3 separate regions of the Mus musculus genome follow, and regions 1 and 3 are each linked to region 2. A link is a contact called in public HiChIP or PLAC-seq and promoter capture Hi-C data. All regions are on one chromosome and are shown on one strand. Each heading gives the region's core, a stretch centred on a gene start, on an enhancer-like site or on the middle of the called end of the contact. The rest is flanking DNA. Distances are from core to core; before and after follow the strand shown. Region 1 overlaps Tmem196 (transmembrane protein 196). Region 2 holds the start of Itgb8 (integrin beta 8). Region 3 overlaps Tmem196 (transmembrane protein 196).

Region 1 (4,830 bases), core at 1,002-3,501, 780 kb after region 2:
GCCTGTCAAACTTTATTTAGTGGTGCTTCATACATTCATTGCCTCGCCTGGAACTTCATTCAAGGAAATTGCTTACAATACTATTTGAATAATTTTTTCCTCTCTCTATTCCTAAATCAGCCTATTCTCCCTTCCACTCCCTCCACCCCCATTGACCATGTCATGCTTATATGTTAAACTTCATTACACTCAAGAGTATTAACACAAGATTACTCATGATATAGAAGCTCTCACTTAGGGTCAGTAGGTACTAGATACTCAAAAAATAATTGTTGAACTCAACTAACTACTGATAACAAACAATATCTTATAATGTAAAAATAAACACTAAAGTAAGTTATAAAACTGTTTTCCCTAAAGAATTAACACAACAGATAATATCAATAATGTCCAGTAAGGCCTTCTGAAAAAGTTACGACTTATTTTTCCTGCTAGGGGTCGGTCCAAAGAAAAAGCAAAATTACTTCCAGGAAAATATAAGTGTCCTTGAGATAAAATGTGTATCAATGGGCAAGAAAGGCTTGGGTGGGGATAGTACAGTTGTACAGGTACAAAGTAGTCCATGCCTAGCATGTAAGAGGCCTAATGTTTTGTCCCAAGGACCAGGGAGAGGAGTGTAATTGGCTACCGTGTTCCATAAAATAAAAATATGACTGGGTAATAAGTTAGTACAGCCTTATAGAAGATCTATTAAATCCTATAAGGTAATTTAAACCAGTTGCTTAAAGCACATAAAGTTATTATGAAGCTCTATAAATAGTCAACTAAATTTATTAAGTATTCAAAGGATATTTACTACACAGAAAGCACATGCCGCCAAGGATCCTCTTTAGGTTGAGTTAACATCTTATCTTTATAAATAGATACTCGTGTTAAGCCAAATGTAAGATCAACAGTAAAAACCACACTCAATCAAACAACACTGTAACAGTTCACGGTGGTGCCAGAGAACAACAAAAATAATTGAATGGTGCTGGGCCAGGTTATAGAAAGTCCCTAAGATACCTATTAGAAGATATATACAAGAAAGTAATGAAGAAAAAAAGAAGATTGAGATAAATTCCCAAAGTTCACCGAGGTTGAAAATTATAGATACTTGGATGCTTAGAAAAGATAACAAAATAAAGCTGAATTTAAGTCAAAGAATCTGACCTGATCACTATTCATTCTTCCAAATGCACTAATACTATTACTATTGTATTATACAACATATTGTACAAATATCTCATACGTGCATAATACAGTTATATTGTATTAGGAATCATGCAGCTGATATCTGTTCTTCACACAATAAGCATGCATATAGGACATGGTTATTATTTTCATCTGAAACTAGCCAAAAGCTAAATTTGGTTTCCTTCAGAGTATCATAAGATATACTATTGGTTCCATTTTGGAAGTTCTATGATGTACTTTATCAACATTATGTCAGACTGAATGAAGTCGTTACTGACAGGCACACCTGTTCTACCTCCTTATAAACAAAGAAAGAGTATTCTTTTCATTGAAGGTTCACCATTCTTAGCCTGCAGCAACATCAGGCTCTATGTTCTGGACATCACAGCCTTATCAACTTTAACTTCCCTTTTCTTCTTTTTCTTAGATGATCCTCTTTTCAGCGTGCTGTATCTGTGGACTCATTGGAGGCATCCTGAATTTTCAGTTTCTTCGGGCAGTCACAAAAAAGACCTCCTCCCTGTACCCACTGCATCTCGCTTCCATGTCTTTGGCATGTATCGGCATTGGGGGCTGCACTGTCTCCTCTTGGCTCACTTGTCGTCTAGCCAGCTATGAGCAAAGGAGGATGTTCTCAGAAAGGGAACATTCCCTGCATCACTCTCATGAAATGGCTGAGAAAGTGAGTTTTTCTTTTTCATTTTGCCTCACACTGCTACCATGCAATGAACACTACAATCTAGGTGGATCAATTTGCAAGCTTACATGGCAATTTGTGGAATCACATTTTGTAATTCTGACCCTATTATATTAAGAGCAGGGGTTTTTAATTAGTTTTCTCTGCAATTCATAAGTACAGCCATTTTCAGCAGAATTTTGTAGCCTCTGTCTATTTGAAACCATAGCTCCTAAAATGGCATTTTATAAAATATTAAGCACCTTATAAATATGGATTTTTATGTATTATAGTGAGGAAAAACATAAACTAAATACAGCCTCCACTCAATAATGCCAGCTTTAGAAATCACATGAATTCTCTTTTCCAGTACATCCTTTGTGCTTATAAGTAGATGCATTTGATTATGTAAATTAGGTCCTCAAGCATAAAAGAGGCTCTTTAGTGAGGCAACAAAAAGCCTTGTCTATCAGTGAAGATATTACAATCCATATAAAGCTTCATTGAATTCTCGTCTAAACTTCATGCATATTTGTATAGCTTTGCCTGTATTTTACAAAATGCTGATTGCATAATTGTTTCATGAAACCTATTCAAACAGAAACTTACATTAGTTGCATTAAGGAGCAAACATTATAGAAAGATCTGAATGTGTTCCTATTAACACATTTAGTTTGATACACATTTTTAAATTCAGTTCCTATTACTTGATCTATTCAGGAAAAGATAAACATCTGTAAAACTCACTAAGATAATGGGAAAATTACATTTTGATTTATTTCTTGAAAATAAAATCATACAGTCATAGCATAAAAGAAATAGTAGCAAGAGTTATGCATATCATCATGTTATTTTCAAGTTAAATATTTATTTTGTTGTTCATCTGTCTTTATTTTGTATATCTATACATACAGAGAAGAGATTCTCATTGATTGTCCCAAGGAAGCAATTGTGGTCAGATTTGTACATGTCATTCAAAATAAAAGGACTTATTAGTTTTAAGTGGGTTATTAAAATAGAAGATTATTGCATATGATAGCAGCTCCTTTATATTCTGTTTTTATGCTGGTGTTATTTAGCTTTTCTTTGCATATGTTTCTTCAATATTTATTGTATAATTGTTATATTTACATTAGAGATTGAGGGCTATTGAAATAACCGACTTGCCCAGCTGCCCGGTGGTGCCCCCGACACCAGAGTTACCTACAAGGTACGCTGACTTCTAGGGAGTTACCATGTTGTAATGTTGCTACAGGAAGCACTGCCTCTATTAGAAAGCCATGGCATCCACAGATCAGTCTGGACTGATGCTGTGTGCTCCTCAAAGTATCACTTTTAGAAGGGTTACTCTGAGGAACAGACATAAACCTACATGGCAAAATCTTACAGCTTCAATGTTGGTTGAGTATTTCAAATATTCAGCCTGCCTCTAAGCATCCAAGTACTGTACTGCTTGGATGATTCACTATTCCCTTTATTCTCTGCTGCATCACAATTCTGACTCAGTACCATCATTCACAGATGAGACTTTTGTTTTAATAATAGATGAGTCTGGATAAAGACAAACTGTAATTCTATCATGCCAAAATTGCATGAACCAATAGCCAAAGTTTAACATTAATATAGTAAAATGTCTGTGTGTAATTTTTCTTTTGGTAAAATTATCTGATATTCCAATTCATTTCACATATTTCCAGTTGTTAACAATAAATATTCAAGACTCTTAGTTTGGCCAAAGAGAATAACTGGAAATGCAGAAAGTTACATTTGCAGTCCATTTAAAAGAAGTATATTTATTTATAAATGTCCAAGTATGTTCTTGCCCAGATTAGGAGTATGGTCTTATTAAATTGTAAATGCCAATTTGCAAATGAAATGATGAGACTCATCCATTTAAAACTAACTTTCGCTATTATTTTCTAATGGTAATTTTACTGTGTCTGTGATTGAATGAATTTTGTTAAGAGTATTGTTTAAATTTATAAGATTTTAGAAAACATTTTTCTTAAAATCTTACAGAAAATATTGATACCTTAGTTGTGTGAGCTTTAGGCTTTTATTTGAAGTCTTTTTAGGGAATGGAAAAGGCAACTGAGATTCTTATTTCTATGTACTTACTAAGAAGTTTTCTTTCTCTTCTAGCAGGATAAAATAAAATGTGCTTCATTAAATTTTATATTAATTTTGGGAATTGAGTTTGGCTAATTTTTCTGTCAATCACCTTTTATCATTATAAGCTTAATACCAGCCCAATTATTCCACATTTTTAGTCCCGTTTTCACTGTGCTCATCCTTAGAAGTCTCCCTGACAGAAACAAGATAGAAATGGGTAGCAAGCAGAAGACTAAGAAAACAGCTTCACTTGAAATATTTTTGCCACCCTTTTGAAAGTCAGCTTCTTAAAATACAGAATTGTAAATCTTGCATAATAGACAAATTTGCTAATATACTATCTATAATACATGTACTATGGTAAATGTGAATTGGCCCCTAATCATAAACTCAGGACCTGGGAAAGTGACCTAGATTGTAGAGTTATTGCCTAGTATCTCAAGCATCTTGTAGACCAGGCACAGTGGCACATGCCTGGGTTTCTAAAACTCAGAAGGTAGAAACAAGAGGGTCAGAAATTCAAGGCCAGCTCCAGGTACTTAGTATGTGTCTAACAAGCCTGGGCTGCATAAAGCCTTCTCTCAAAAATCAACCAAATGAACAAACAAACAAACTATATGAATTCAAGTCATCTAAGATTCTAGTATTTTCTATAGTTGCAAATGAAACTTTTTATGTTACTTCATTTTTTTGTATCTGTATATTCATGTCCTCCCAAGCACATTTCTCTGAGTCCTTTAAAAACATGCCCCAAGTTTTCATTGTTACTTTTTTACTGTAAAAGTGACCATGTCGTTATAAACAATTTTCCTGGCTAGCCATGATGGTTTACACTGAGAGTTTCAACACTCATGAGTCTGAAGCAG
Region 2 (4,479 bases), core at 1,160-3,659:
TAAATTTCTATTCTGCTTTAAGCATTTAATTTGCACAGTAAGACCTGTAATTTAAGACTTGTAGCTGTATCACAAAGTACAGCTGTTTATAGTGATCTCTAATTTGCTGAGTAGTACTGGCTATAATTTTTTTTTCATGTTTTAAACTACCATGCAAGTCATTATACATCAGAAGCTTTTGTATATTGACAGGGACTGGGAAAAGGATGCCTTGTTTTGATTTCAGATAAGCATTCACTTTTCAGGTCAGCAGGTGCAAGGCAGCCCATTCATAATACTTGCTTCAAATCAATAATAGTCACTGGATGGAAATATCTTGCTGGTACACAGGAACTTGACTTATCTCTACAAGCACAATGAACTTTTAAAAACCTTTGTTATTAGCAAAGATTAAAGGTGAGTGAGACTTTCTTTGGAACAAAATATATTCTGTTGACATAAGTTTTGGTCAGTTTATTGGTGCGAATGTTTACTAAATCTAGGAGAACACTTTATTTACTGACATAGGGTGGAATTAAGCTCAGTGGAAAATCTGCTGTGGCAAACACATGTTCCATTCAAAAGATACTTGATAAGGAGTGTGACTCTTTCCTTTGTATTAGGTTTCATTTATTTTGAAATCTCAAAGTCTCAAAATAACTACAAAATGAAAGTTGACTCTAGTTTGTCCTGTTTGATACAACTAGGAAAATCTCACCCAAAACTAATGCTAGACAACTATATATGCAATAATTAGAAGAAATTGCCTGGGCTTCTCTATTATAAACTTTTACATATAAGTATTTACTTTAGTTAACTTCAGGAAGAAAGCCAGCACACCAATTTAAAGTAAAGGACTAAATTTCAGTTTTACAACAGAAGTGAGGCTATTAATTAAAACTCCTTTAAGGTTGAGAGACTACAGTAAGTCTCTAATAAAATTTAAGGGATTAGTAACCCGAAGGGAAAAGTAAGTAAGTAAGTAAATAAATAAATAAATAAATAAGGCAATGGTAACTCCATCTGCAAAAAAAAAAAAAAAAAACATTTGGCCTCTATGGTAAATTTAATCCTTAGATTGTTATTATTACTTATTCTGTTTCATGAGTCACCAAGAATACAATGCTAACATGTTAAAGTGCCAAGCCCCCTCTCATGCACTGTCTGACTAGAAATGACTTGGGAAAGGTAGGCATCTATATCTGTTTTACAGATGAAGACAATAAAAGTTTATAGAGAGGTGACCTCTTGGTAACAGAGACCAAACTTAGGGGACAGATCATTTAGCCACAATAATTTAACAATCCCACCCCTCCGCAGGGCAGTGGCTTAAACCATGAATGGATATTCCTCAAGGGCATTAATTCATTCAAGCTGAATGTTATGGCAGAAGAAACTTGTTCTTTCTTAGACCAATAAATGAAAGACTCTTTCCTTTTATAAACCATCTTAGCCACAGGCTCTTAGTGGATGATGCTCCACCCCTAAGGTGAAAAGTTGGGGAATACAGACTATATAGTGATATCCTCAGGAAATACTGGAACCCCCAAACTGCATTCTGTAAGTACAACAGACTCTTTCCCAAACTTCAACTCAAATAAACTTTTCCCAGCACTGTGGACTATTGCTGTCACTTAGGGGTGAAAATGCCTGATACCTGGCTTCTTTATGGAGAACTTTGTTACACACCTGCCCTCCTGAAGTCTCAGCAGGACTGACCAGGACTGACATCTTCCACTTACCTGTCAGGGATGCCCAGGCCATAAGCTCTCAATACCAGCCCAAGACTTTGGGAGAAGGGAAGAAAACAAAGTAAAATAACTTACCACTTTGGCCCAGTCCGAGAACAAGTGAAAATACCCAGGCTGCCCCAAGAACCAAGGCTGGACCTCGCTGGCAGTTGTGCAGAGAGAGCAGTGCAGCAGTCAGAAAAGCCAGGGCCGAGCCGCACATAATGCAAAGCAGCCCGCCCGGTGCCTACTGCCTAGTTGCTTTCCTGATGCGCTCTCCCGACTTGAGAGCGCACCTTGAGGCCCGTGGGCTGCGAGTCCCTAGGACCTTTTCGACAGGCCGGGTTGGCCGACCCAGTTGCTCTCAGTAGGCGATACAGGTATTCGGTCCAGGGCAGCTCTCTGCATCTCAGGGCCCTTAAGGCCCTCCCAGCTCCGCACGGCGGGGCTTGCAGTCTCAACAAAAAGCACCTCCTTGGACAGCCGATGGCCCGCGGGGGCGAAGCAAGTACGGGCTCCACAGTCCGCTCCCAGACAAAGAAAAGAGCTTTTGTTTCTCCCCAGCCGATGGGGCTCTGCTGCATAAATCAGCTTAGCGAAGAGCCAAACACAATCAAACCCAAACAAAGCCTGAGGCTGGGGGGAAAACCACCCTAATGTAATTCACAGGGTGATGCTGCTTTAGTGGGAGGGGACGGCTAGAAGGCCAAGGGGGTGGGGGAGTTGCTGGCGCATCAGTCGGTGCTAGCTTCTTCCACAGGTGGGCAGGGAGGCCAACTCCACTTAGTCGCAGCTAGCAGAGGTTCAGGCGGCAGCGTTCCGATTGGCGGGAGAGGAGACACGGGTGCCAGCAGCTTGGGGAAGCAGCTCCGCGAGCTCCCTAGAAGCTCCTGTCTGCACTCGCGGGCAACCAACAAGGCATCCCAGTTGCTTACTGGGCTAGAAGGGGATGTTCCATGCACCTCGCTGGGAGGGAGCTGCGTACCCTTGTCCTTTCTCGGACTCTGTCGGCTCAGGCGTCTGGCCACCCAGAACCCTGGCAGCTGATGCGTTCTGGGATGAGAGGGAAGAGAGGCAGGCGATGGGCAGGGATGGGGTGATCTAGTTCTGTGGTCCCCCGTGGGGGCTCCCAGCTTTCGGGTGGCTGGGCGTGCTCCGAGCTGAGAGTTGCTAGGAAACCTCCCCACGCTACAGTGCTCCTTGCTTGGGTCGCCAGCAAGCGCAGTGGCGGCCCAGGACAGCAGCAGCAGCAGAAGCAGCAAACAGCTCCAGCTCGGAGTAGCGTGGGCGGGACATTGGTGAGGCATGAAGTCACCGCGGCCCACACTCGCTCTTTGTTTTGCTCACTCCAGCTCTTTTTTCTCCCCCCTCGAATCTAATAGTTGCCATTCCCATCGTTCTCAAGAATTCCTGGTGCGTAGTGGCGCAACAGGAATCGCATGCTGAGTTCTCTTTTCTCTCACCCCCTCGCCCCCCAATTCTGAGTTCCAACGCTTCCATAACGGTATAGGTGGAAAACTTCTCGCAGCTCGAGTGGCAGCATGAACCCCAACATTTCATCCTCTTGCCGCGTGCTCCTTTGTTCAGGAATCCTTACTGGCCCGCAGCTGCTGAATACAAAGTAGATTTCGGGGGCCTCTCCCCTCCCCCAACACTGCTCTCAGAGTATTCACTGCCCGCTTTCCTTGCAGCCTTAAGACCTTGCCCTGTGTCTGATCCCAAATCTGTCTGAGGTCTTCCCAGACTTTGGAGATTTAGACAAGATGTATTCTACTGTCAGATATATTTCGTTGTTCCTTTTGTAGACCCTCAGCCCTGAAAGGGGCAGCCTAGCTTTTTCCCAGGGTCTGTTTGTGGTTCTTTGGCCTTTTGTTGGTTACAATGGATCTTTTGACCTTAAACGCCACCTTCTCAGTAAAAGGAAACAAGAAGTTGCAGATGGCAGCAGAAGAGTGAATGAATACAAGCTTGCAATTCAGTTTTGCAGTTTTGGGTGAGGCTAAAGCGTTGCTAAACTGGACAGCCAAGGAAGTAGTAGCATTGCCTCTCCAGGTCTTGTCAGCGCCCTCGACACCTTAAGGAGAAGGAAGAAACACAGTTCTCTAGGTTTGGGAAAGAGCTCCTTTTCTAATTTGATACTGGAGACCTTGGCTCCTAGTTTCCCCTAGAGCCCAATAATTTTCATTGTATTGAAGTTCAGTTCGACTTTTTTTTACTAGTGGCTTACACAACACCACTTTTTTCAGGCATCAGACCCAGTCCAGCCAGGTCAAGGTGAACTATAGGGGATTTTTTTCTCCTTAATTGTTTCCGGCTTCTTATTTGGAGTAAAGAAAACAAGTAGGAGGTCCCACCAACCCTCCTCTTTAAAAAACTTCTTTCTGTTTTCTAATTGTTGACAGTGAATGGAAAGTACCTGGTTAATAAACCACAACATCAAAAACTCCCCTTTCTTCAGGTGTGGACTGTACATTGGACTAACAGTAAAGCCAGGAACCTAGTTAGTAAAGTGCCCTAGATCTGTTAAGGAGGATCATTTGTGAAGCTAAGGGGGCAATCCATACTTCAACGACTGATGTCAGTCAACACAACTCCAAGCCACTGTACTTCATTTTCAAATTTTCATTCTTTGGTTTTTCAAATTTCTTCCTGGATATCTTCATTGAGATGTAGCTACTGTAAAGTAGCTGAGATAGGTTGGAACAAAAACATAGCATAGTGAAGATATGGTTAGAGCCACTTCAGCTGGGAAGTGTGTTTATTTTCTTGA
Region 3 (4,830 bases), core at 1,433-3,932, 730 kb after region 2:
AAATTATGGTAAAATCAGTCGTTATGTGACATTTTTATCAGAATTATTCCAAGTGGCATCTGTGAAGTACCAAAGTGATGAGGCAAGGTTTCTGCTGACTTCTTCTAACCAGAAATGTATTCATGTTCTCATCTTTCAAGAATCACTGAAATTCCTGTGCATGTGTGTGTGTGTGTGTGTGTGTGTGAGAGAGAGAGAGAGAGAGAGAGAGATCTTACATTAGTGCTCAAAATAATGTCTAGTTAAAATGATTCCAAATACCAAGTGAGTGTTTAAGGAATTTTTCCAAAAAGAGGAAGAGAATAAATATTTATAGACTTTTCACATGAGTTCACCCTTTAACCCATAACCGAGTGATATTAATACTAGTCTCATTTTTATAAAGATAATAGAAATTGTAACAATTATACATCACTTCCTTAGTATCAAAAAAGCTGTAGCTTATATCATGATAGATAGTGGAGAAATATCTACTAAAATGAATGAGAAAAAATAAAACCATGTAATTTGGTGATAAGAGACTATCAAAACTATAATAAGGTCTCATTTTCATTTAATCCACATTCCTTTTTCTAAAGATGAGGCTTAGAAAATCCCATTGACTTGCCTAGCGTAAATATGTACATAAGAAAAACTAAGGAAATCCAGGAGTTCCTGTCTGCATAGTATAATTGTTTCCCCTTAGTGCACAATTAACTGTATTTTGGTAACAAAGCCCTTCAATACCTATTCATGTTTTATGGTACATTTTCACATTGCTTGTACAAAATTCCTGTAGAGTTGGAAAGTGCAGTTGATCATGTTTACCACATAGTTTTTCCTATTTTAAAATTCAGATCACTTATCATCCATTGTCTTTTTTCTGTTTGTTTTTTAATATAACTGGTATTATAAAAGTAGCTTTTCATAAAAACAAAGCTTTAATACATGAAGGGAAGTGTAATTTCCCTAGAAAATCATTTTGACAACTGGTAGCACACTGGGTTCTACACCCAACTGATGGTCCAAAAATAAATGCAAGAAACTATGAGCATTTGGCTCTGGGGTTCATCTAAGTGATTGATGTCTACTCTTTTATTTAATATTTTAAATAATGATTTGAGTTATACACTCATGAATCTAGTTAAGAAAGAAACAGTGAGAAACAATTTAAGTAGCTTTCTAAAAGCTACAAACCCATGCTTTAAACCTCCTAATCCACCCACAGAGAAGTCACTTTAACCACACATTAGACTACCTCCTAGTAAACACAAATACAAATACAGAGGATACAAGAAAAATGAGAAAAGTATGTCATGTCAAGTTGGTGAAAGTATAGCCCATGAAAGTCAGAGAATAGCAAAGAGAATGTTGGTGCCAGAGCACAAAATGCACAAAAAATCAAGAGTAGTCTTAGTCTAAGCATTGATAACTATGGCCCTATATGATGATATTAGAATTGCATTTGTGTTAGTAAGGAATGACCATTAAATTATTTTAAAGTTTCTGAGAATAAAATCCACATGTCTAATCTATTCTTTTAATAACCATGTAAATAAGTGTAAAGAATTAGAAACAAAGAGGTTATTCCTACCTTTCTTGCTAAAATTAATGATCAGAGTAGAGGAAACACCACTGAGAATGGCAGTAAAAATTGCTGCTGTGATAAACCTCAAGGAAGCAGAATCTTCAAAATGTAGCAGGCTATGGACTGTGGAAAATGCTGAAGATAGGGTGTGGAGATAGAGACTCACACTCTGCCTGGGTTATAGAGATTGGTGAGCGTTCTGAATCAGGAACACCAAACTGAAAATCCATTTGTGATAGGCAGGATAATGAATGTTTTCAGTGGTACACCTTTTCATGAAGTATCCACCCTTGTATTATGTATCAAATGTTGTGCTATGCTTTATTGTACTAGAGAATCAGAAAAAAAAAGTCCCACGATAATGCAAAGGCTTTACCTTTTCCATTGTTTATATTATTGAAGTAGATTAATATTATCTGTTTAGTCACAATGCAATAAGAAAAGTGAGGATAGCATGACTCACTTAAGAAAGTTGATGGACACTTCCATGAAGCAACAATGAATACTGAAGCAGCAAACTGAGTCATGAATGGGCACCATTCAAATAGGGAATAAGGAGACTACAAGAAAATGAAGCATCACATGTCAGGTCCTTGTAGGAGGAAGAATTTTGTACGTTTGAAAAGCTCCAGTAAAATTCAGTAAAGGTTAAAACTCAAGAAAATGATAGCTCATTCTATAGATTGTGGTCCATATAAATGTTTTGGATATCTTTGAAATATTTTTAAACATGAAGGTAAAAATTTCAAATATCAATTGATTTGATAAGTCAAGGAAAGACTAACTTGAAACCGTTTTTGTAGCACTGATAAGAAATGCTAGTGCCTGGGAATCATGCTGAAGCAATGGAATGGATACTGGAACAAAGGTTTTGGAAATTTCCTGGAAATCATAGGAACAATGTCATGAGTTTCACTAAATATAGCATATGGGAGTATGAAGGAAGTATTGATAAGGACTTCTACATATTGAAATGAGAAAAGAGTGGATCACTGTGCTATTTCCAGAAATGAGAAACTCTAGAGGGGAAAAGGTTTCCAGTAGTAAGATAATAGCTGTTGGGACACCCAGGCAATAAAGGAGGTTTGTGAGGCAGCTTAGTGCCTTGGGCTTACTTTCACTTTCCATGCCATGACCACAAGTAGGTCTGATATGACTCTCATTTCTAGGGCCAGCAGATACTAACTAAAGAAACAAAATTTCTAATATTTGTCCTCTTTTTCTCTTACCTTACTTTGTTGTATAATTCTAAAGCAAGTACTAAACTATCCTAATAAATTCAGCCCTAGTTCACAGAGCTGTGGGGAATGAGAAACTTACAACCAAGGATAAGATATACATGATTTCTTCAACATAAAAATAAGCATAATTACCAAGATAGTGATAAATAAATTGTGAAAAATCAAAATAGCAGCCTTCTGCTGCTCTAAACACTAGCTGATGCGATAAAAGTATATATTAAAGATTTTTAAAGTGTAATTAAAGTGTAAGCTTTGTGTTGGAAGAGACAGTTGGAACTCTGACTGGGTTCAAAGGAAGACAGTGCTCGATGCATAGATGTGAAAAGTTGTTGAGAGAGGAGTAATAGCTGAAGATGCAACTACATGTAGTGTGGTTGTTTAAATATGCTTAACCGATGAAGTGGCATTAATAGGAGGTGTGGCTTTGTTGGAGGAAGTGTGTCACTGTAGAGGGGGTCTTTGAGAGCTTCCTCCTGGCTGCCTGAGGATGCCAGTGTTTTCCTGTTTGCCTTTGGAACTAGAGTAGAACTCTCAGCTCCTCCAGCTTCATGCCTGTCTGAACACTGCCATGCTTTCAGCCTTGATGACAATGAACTGAATGAACCTCTGAAACTGTAAGCCAGCCCAATTAAATGTTGTTTTTAATAAGAATTGTCTTGGTTCATACCAAAAGAAACCCTAACAAAAACATATAGTAAGAAGAATTCTCAGACTTTACAAAATTCAAAAGGATGAACAAAGGGAAAAATCCAGTAACAGAGTCCAAGGAGAGTAGGGACAAAAAGTAAGAGGTCACTGATTATCTTTAAACGTGCAACTTTAGTAAAATATGGTAATTAAAACTATCACTTTATCTTACAAATAAGTATTGCGGAGCTAAGAATAGCTCATGAATATAAAACCACGCACTTATCTTTCCATTCCAACATTTTAGCAAATGCCTGCTCTAATCCAATGAACACACAGAATACTCCAGATGGAAGAAATGAGATGGTGGTAGTTTTAAGATGAATAAAACACGTTTTCTTCCTTACAGAGCTCCAAATATATTGACATAGATACTAAATAAATGAGTCAAATGTAATACCACCCTCAAAAGGTTACTCTGAGAATAGAAAAAAAATAGATGGTATTAAGTCTGATGAAAGAATTTCAAGTGAACTCTGAAGAAAAGGTATGTCTTAGGATTTCTATTGCTGTGCTAAAAGCTCATGACCAAAAGCAACTTGGGGGAAGAAAAGGTTTATTTCATTCTCACAACCTTCAGGTTACACTCCATCACTGAAAGAAGTCTTGGCAGGAACTCAGTGTAAGAACCTGGAGGCAGGAACTGGAGCAGAGACCATGGATTGCTTCTTAGTATCTTTGCTTCTCTATTGTTTCATCCTCTGTGGAGTTCATTTTTCCAAGCTGAATCAGAATGTATTACTGATCAGTATATACTACTCACCTGTTGGCTTCTTAAACTTGCTTTGCCTGCTTTCTTTAAAACTCAGGACCACCTGTTCAAAGTAGCAATGCTCACACTGGTCTGGGATCTTCCATATTTATCATTAATCAAGAAAGTATTTCAAACACTTATAGAGGAATTTTCTCACATAAGACTTCCTCTTCTAAAATATGTCTAGGTTTATGTCAAGTTAACAAAATCAATCAGTAGGTTAAGAATGTGAATAAAAGTTCCAACTAAAGAAGACAAATGAGCATAGATGATACACTCAAGATAAATGAGATAACTTGAATTCAGTCTGACAATAGATAATGATCAGCAGACTTGTTGGCAAACTGAAAAGAAATATGTCTAAGTCCCGCTGGCAATCCAGGATGTCAAGAAAGCTACTGAAACAGGCAGAGCAAAAGGGGCAAATGCTGAAACTCATACTTAAGATGTTAGAATGCAATTTAGAAACACAAGAAATAAAATTCTTTTGTGGGTTCTTAGATAATCTAGATAAGGGCTTGTAAGGCCCTGAATGAAATGAAGACTGTTGTATATATGGAATGAATGGATCACAGTGCCTA

The links. Promoter capture Hi-C pulls out the DNA fragments that hold promoters and counts their contacts. HiChIP or PLAC-seq counts read pairs in DNA pulled down with a chosen protein or histone mark.
Region 1: a contact with region 2 is called in an H3K4me3 HiChIP or PLAC-seq map of embryonic forebrain, with 5 times the contacts expected there. The contact joins the enhancer-like site here to the promoter of Itgb8 in region 2. A contact is called at or near these places in 15 of 39 promoter capture datasets (the 3T3-L1 cell line, 3T3-L1-derived adipocytes, the C10 cell line and 10 more), 7 of 115 datasets of contacts at active chromatin or transcription factors (astrocytes, embryonic brain, embryonic forebrain and 3 more) and 1 of 9 other capture datasets (liver).
Region 3: a contact with region 2 is called in a promoter capture Hi-C map of pre-B cells, with 4 times the contacts expected there. The contact joins the enhancer-like site here to the promoter of Itgb8 in region 2. A contact is called at or near these places in 15 of 39 promoter capture datasets (the 3T3-L1 cell line, 3T3-L1-derived adipocytes, the HPC-7 cell line and 12 more), 3 of 484 Hi-C or Micro-C datasets (bone marrow-derived macrophages, cerebral cortex and cortical neurons), 4 of 115 datasets of contacts at active chromatin or transcription factors (astrocytes, differentiating embryonic stem cells, fibro-adipogenic progenitors and 1 more) and 2 of 9 other capture datasets (adipose tissue and macrophages).

Annotation. Positions count from the first base shown.
Region 1 is chr12:120,013,145-120,017,974 of GRCm38.p6, forward strand. It overlaps Tmem196 (transmembrane protein 196), which reads left to right. Exons shown (of 5, transcript NM_001294154.2): 3 at 1,604-1,858; 4 at 2,989-3,062. Among named protein-coding and RNA genes, the nearest start is that of Tmem196, 69 kb to the left of the region's middle. Within about 2 kb of position 2,252, at least 33 of the 459 cell types and tissues checked have an H3K27ac peak or open chromatin away from gene starts, as enhancers often do. A contact at or near this core is called in embryonic brain, embryonic forebrain and oligodendrocyte precursor cells, where this site is marked.
Region 2 is chr12:119,235,867-119,240,345 of GRCm38.p6, forward strand. Itgb8 (integrin beta 8) reads right to left here and starts at 2,410. Exons shown (of 14, transcript NM_177290.3): 1 at 1,806-2,410. The coding sequence starts at 1,932.
Region 3 is chr12:119,962,884-119,967,713 of GRCm38.p6, forward strand. All of the region lies in intron 1 of Tmem196 (transmembrane protein 196), which reads left to right. Among named protein-coding and RNA genes, the nearest start is that of Tmem196, 19 kb to the left of the region's middle. Within about 2 kb of position 2,683, at least 2 of the 459 cell types and tissues checked have an H3K27ac peak or open chromatin away from gene starts, as enhancers often do. A contact at or near this core is called in pre-B cells, where this site is marked.